Linked DNA regions of Mus musculus: region 1 is linked to region 2. Evidence: chromatin contacts called from public promoter capture Hi-C data. All regions are on one chromosome and are shown on one strand. The core of a region is the stretch at or near the end of the contact, and the rest is flanking DNA. Distances in the headings are between cores, read along the strand shown.

The links. Promoter capture Hi-C pulls out the DNA fragments that hold promoters and counts their contacts.
Region 1: a promoter capture Hi-C map of hippocampal neurons shows a contact between it and region 2, with 5 times the contacts expected there. The contact joins the enhancer-like site here to the promoter of Morn1 in region 2. A contact is called at or near these places in 5 of 39 promoter capture datasets (frontonasal cranial neural crest, hippocampal neurons, liver and 1 more) and 2 of 484 Hi-C or Micro-C datasets (both in cerebellum).

What each region holds. Positions count from the first base shown.
Region 1 is chr4:155,380,819-155,383,715 of GRCm38.p6, reverse strand. No RefSeq gene overlaps it. Among named protein-coding and RNA genes, the nearest start is that of Gabrd, 16 kb to the left of the region's middle. Within about 2 kb of position 1,370, at least 28 of the 459 cell types and tissues checked have an H3K27ac peak or open chromatin away from gene starts, as enhancers often do. A contact at or near this core is called in cerebellum and hippocampal neurons, where this site is marked.
Region 2 is chr4:155,085,307-155,088,006 of GRCm38.p6, reverse strand. Morn1 (MORN repeat containing 1) reads right to left here and starts at 1,430. Exons shown (of 14, transcript NM_001081100.1): 1 at 1,326-1,430; 2 at 515-586. The coding sequence starts at 1,401. Rer1 (retention in endoplasmic reticulum sorting receptor 1) reads left to right here and starts at 1,654. Exons shown (of 7, transcript NM_026395.2): 1 at 1,654-1,802.

The DNA of each region.
Region 1 (2,897 bases), core at 121-2,620, 300 kb before region 2:
TTTCTCTCCATCTCAAAGATCCATGACCTAAGCACGCCTTCCTCCTGCCACCTTGGCTACTTTGTGCTAAAAGATGAGGTTGTGTGGCTTTACAGGACATCCAGAGGGTGGAAGCACTGGATCCTGGTATGATCAGGAACTGCAATGATAGAATGTGTCTAGGAGCCAGCAGGGAGCAGGTGGCCAAGCAAAGGCAGATCTGGGTCAGCTGGGGCTCCAGTTCCTGACAACAGGAGAGGCAGAACAAACCCAACCACCTTGGGACGCCACAGGACAGGAATGTCCCTTCTCGAGCCCAGGGGCTGGGACTTTTTCTTCATCTCTTTATGTCCGTTCTTCAGTCTTCCTACATGGTTACTGTTTCCACCTCCACTGGTTCAAAGAGTTACCTGGGGATGGGGACACATTGTGTCCCCACATAGGGCACAATGTAGTTAGTCAAGACAACCTAATGCTACATCTTTCCATTAGTGCAGTCTAGGTTCCACTCCCAGGAGAGCAGGGTCAGCTCCAGCTCTCTGGGCCTTTGGGGGAGGAGCTGGTGGGTTCAAGTTTTCAGAGCTGCTGAATTCACCTGGACCCAGAGGCCAGCAGCCTAACACCCCTCCGACTACACAACCTGCTAGCTTCAGCACCCGCCTCTGCCCTGCCTCTTGCCGCCTGCAGTCTGCCCTCTTTCTGCTGCATGTACCCACGGGGAGCTATTTAAAGCGGCCTTTGCGATTGCCTTGGGCTCCCACGCAGCCAGGCCCACCCGGGCAGCAGCCTTCGCCTGATTCTGCAACCAGCAATCACTCCCTCAGCCTGCAGGCTTCTATTTCTGCCCACATGTTTACAGGGCAGGAGGAAGGACAGGAAGGATTGATGCTTTTCAAACACCAGTTTCTGTTCCAGTGGTGAGGACAGGAGCTGACTGAAGGCTAGGGGTGGATCAAGGGCTGCAGCTGAGAAGAGCCAGCTTGGAAAGAGGATGTCAGTGCCTCCTGCCTGCAATGGCACCAGGGACAAAGGGTGACAGGCAGGGGGCTTTTCATCCTAGCAGGGACAGCTCTTGGAACTGAGAGTGCCCTCCTCTTTGTCCTGGGCTGGAGTGCATGCTTTGAATGTGGACTGTACCTCCCTGAGGCTGGGCCTGGATGTCAGGAGACAGCCCTGTTTTTCTCTGGCAGCAAGGACAGGACAATCTCCCAGACTCAAGGTGAGAAGATATGCAGGGTATCAAAAGAGCTGAGACAGGTCTGGGGTCAGGGTTCCTATTTTCTAGGGCTACAAACTGTTCTATCAGAGCTATGGAGACCAGAAGTCATGAGCCTAGGAGTAGGCAGACTGGCTCCAGGGAAAATTTTACCCCGACCTCCCTCTGCTTCCTGGGTGGCCTGCACTACTGGGATTTAAGATTTATTGCCCTGACCTCTGTGTCCATTATCACACGCTTGGCTTCTGTCCCTTCTCTTCTTACACAAACACCTGCAAACTGGAGCGTGGCTCATCTTAGCCAATTATATCTGCAAGAACCCTATTTCCAAGTAAGCCACATTCTGAGATTCTGGGTGTGAAGCGTCCTAGGGGGAAGTTGTTCAGCTCAGCCCAGATGGCAACCCCAGAAGCAGGAGAGTATGGTGCAGGGAGAGAATGGGAAAGAGAAAGAGCAGGGAATGTGTTTTGTGACCCAGAGCAAGGAGTGGGCATCCCACTGTGTATGTACGTGTGTATATCTATTCATCATCTCGAACCACGCCCAGTGAACAACTGGCCCCAGGTCCCTAAAGCTTTCAAGCTGAGTGAGCATTTCCAGGGTCATGGTATTACCGGAAAGCAAGACCTGTCTCCTTCGACTTAACAACTAGGGCCAACCAGGGTCATCTCCGACTCAGCCATTAATACTGCTTGCATACACTTAGGCTTCACATTAAGTCCACTTGTGATGCCTATGTAGCTGTCATTGTAGCAACTGTCATGGTAGCAACATTGTAGCAACAGCCACCAAAAAAGACAATGAGAGGTTGATGAAATGAGCTTAGCTATTCCTTCATCTGTAGTAGCCCCAAGGAGTGAGTCCATACCTGCATGAATCTGCTCCTCTATCAACTTCAAGGCTTAGGTGCCTCTGATGCAGTGACCCATGCCCTTCCAGGTGCTGGTCTTGGTCATCTTGACCACACAGCAGTCACTGGGCAACTGTATGCCCAAGGGAATCTCCAGTAGTAAGCCCCCTGAGATCCAGAACTTTCCTTCCCAGCCTTTGTGAGGTTCACATGTTAACCCCAAACCACAGAGACTCTGACTTGACTTCTTTTACTGTAAACTTTGTTTCACAGGTGGAGGAAACAATAGCCTGTGTGTTAAGCTCTAATGGAAAAGGTATCCATCCTGGCGGTTAACAGCCAAGGAATACCACAAAGCTACACTACACAATAAACCTCCCACAGCATATTTATTGGGAAGGAAGAGTCAGTAGGGTGGCTGCCTCTGCTCGGGTGAGAAGCAGCAGAGAGCTAATCAGAAGATAAGATTATGGGGGATTTCTTGTGGGGCAGAGCTTTCCAGGGTAGGGATTGGTGGGATTTCAAGTCCTGAGTTTAGGCTTTTTACTCTGTCCAGCTGTTAGGGCAATTGGAGTGTTCTATGGGTGGAACCTGATGGTTGCAGGTACTTGGGAGAGGGGCCTGGCCACTTGCATGACTGAAGGGCCTCCCCCATTTTGTTTATTATCGATAAACAATAAGGGATCAGGAAAGGGGGATGATGCTATCATTAGACTACTTCCTGATGAACGAAGGCATTAAAATACTTGGGGCAAACTTTACCTTGACCATCAGGGTATAATAGGGAGTCCTGGGTCTGGCTCAGTAGCTAGGGACCAATAATCCTGTAATAGCAACCAATTAAAAGTCTAG
Region 2 (2,700 bases), core at 181-2,680:
CTATTAAGAACACAGCTGCCTTTCCCCAGGAATCAACAGATTCAATAATGTCTCACAGCAAAACCTCCACATCGCCTGGCCTTTGTCTGGTGGTATATTCTATAAACTGGAATGCTCACAGACACGAGAGAACAGGGTTCTTTCGTGCCCATGTTTACCTTTTTTTTTTTTTTTTTTTTTTTTGAATACAGAGACACTAAGGCTGATGATTAGAGGCCTGGATGTCCAATAACAAGCATGCAGGACGCCATGATGGTGTTTGTGTGTGACACTCTGGGTCTACTGCCCCACTCTTTCCCTCCCACCAATAGTTCCACCACCCACCAGCATGTGATGACCTCCAAGCCTACAAGAATTGGTCTTACATTGGTTCCACCATGACTGGGTCCAAGTGGTAGTCCCAGTGTGCAGGCGCAGTACCAGGCTATGCTTGGTACAAGACTGACTGCCTCCCACACCTTTTCTCAGGAATCTGGCTCTGGAATGAGCTCTGCAATGATCACAGGCTTCTTACCGTGTTTCTTGCCTCCCTTCCATTCTCCTTCATAGCGGAAGAAAGAATTTGGGTATACATATACGCCATAGCCTGTGTTCGGAAAAGAAGATGAACATAGCAATGGTTTGCCATCAACAGACACAGAGATGGGGCAGCTCAGGGTCTGGAGTAGTCTGCAGGTCATTTCTCATCAGTCTCTTGAACATGACAGGATGGTTAATTGCTCAAGATGGGTGCTCCCTCTCCCTTGCTTGGGTTTTGTTACATGGATAGTACTGAGGGAAAGGCAGGCCTGGCCAGAGGAGGGCTAAGACAAAAGCTGATTGTAGGCTCTTTAAGAGGAGGCGGTGAGGGCACGGAAGCAGTCAACAAGCTCCGTGAGGATACAGCAAAGAGCCCACCCTGCCAGGACCGTCACTATCCTCCTGTCCCCACGGGACAAAAATCCACACTCACTCCTAATTACTCCTGGCTGCCTCATCTTTTATCACGCAGCCAGCTCTGAGACATCACACCCAACACCCATCTCTCAGTTCCTGAGATGGATAAGCAACCCCACTGCTTTCTTGCCAGCAAGTCGCAGCCTGGGACGGGAAGACAGTGGCACTAGCATGGACTCTGACCTCATATCGATCCTGTTTCTCCGGTTTTAGAACAACTTTTCATCAGACTGCATTGGGCGAACCTCGTGTGCTCACCCAGCCAGCCTGACCTCAGCTCTACCTGCCCCCCCTGACGCAGGGTCGGCTGGCCGTGAGCCTGCAGCCTGGACCACGCCTGTGGAGCACGCGAACGCGACGGAGCTCCAGCGGGGAGACGCAGCCCGTACCGTTTCGCGGCGGCAGTCTCGGCGAGTGCCGACGCGGCTGGAGCGAAGCCTGGTAGGGATCGCCAGCTGCCTCCATCTTGCCGCCAAAGTTTCCCTAGCAACCATAAAGCTGCCTTCCATTGGCCTCCGGTTGCCATGGGGCGTGGCCAGGAGACCATAACATCCGAAGCAGCGGCGCCGGATCCGGAGCCTGAGGACGTCAATGCGCCTGTGCACCACGGCACGTTTCCGCCAACCCCGTCCTTCCGCCGGGAAGCGCTCCCGCCAACGGCCTCTGCGTCCATACCGGAAGCGGAAATGGTTGGAGCTTGGGCCCCGCCCCGCGGCCATCTTGGCGGCTGGAGGCGCCGCGGGACGGAACGGAAGTGCCTGTGCAGCTTCCCGGATCCGGAGCCGAGCTCTGGCGGCCGCCCTGCCCGCCATCCTCCTTCCGCAGCCGTGAGGGAGACCGCGGCTCGGCTGCACCGGAGCTGCGAGGTGCTGGGGGTGGGCTGGTGGCGCGGACCTGGTCGGGCGGCACACCACCGCCTTCCTCTGGGCTGTCAAGGCCACGGGCGAGCCGGCGGGCGGCGGGCGGGCGGGGCCGGGCAGCGCCTTTGAGCCTGGCGAGGGGTTGCCAGGGGCGGGCCGATCTCCGAGAGGGGTGCGCGAGGGGACTGCTGAGCGCTGCCCGCCGCGGCTCGCGCGCCGCCCCGACCCCCCGGCCCCAGGTCGTGGAGGAAGGTGGCCTGTTGTTGCCTGCACAGATCCAGGCGGCATGTGTTAGGTGTCCTCTTGCTACCCCACTACCGTGTTCAGTTTCGGGGCACACGTGTAGGAATTAAGCCCGAGCGCGAAGACAGTTACTGAATGGATCGAAGGGGTGCTGGTTAAATGGGTCTAGATTATATGGTGACATTAAGGCAGTAAAATGTCCAGCCCTCCAGGCTGTACTTCCAGCGTGGAGCAGATAAGGCTACATTGTCTCCCTTAGCAGGGTATCAGTGCAAGAGGGCTTCATACTTCCACATTGAGAACCCCCAGTGGCTTTTCTTTCTTAGTTCTTAATAACAGATACTATCCAGGAGGTGGTGGTGCACGCCTTTATGTGAGGCAGAGGCTGTGAGTTTGAGGCTAGCCTGGTCTACATGGAGCAACCCTGTTGGGGGCGGGGGGAAGACTTAGAGACTAGTTATACGTCTTGGAACTGCCTGTTTTTTTGATGTGAGTTTTTTTTTTTTTTTTAACCCTCATTAAGGTGCTCAGAAGAGCATCAGTAAACCCATACTCAGCCCCTTAGATCCAGGTTGTGTGTTGGGGAACTGGTTGCGGTGGAGGTAGAACATAGAGAAAGGGCTGGGGATGATCCAAGATGATCATTTCCCACCCCACCCCC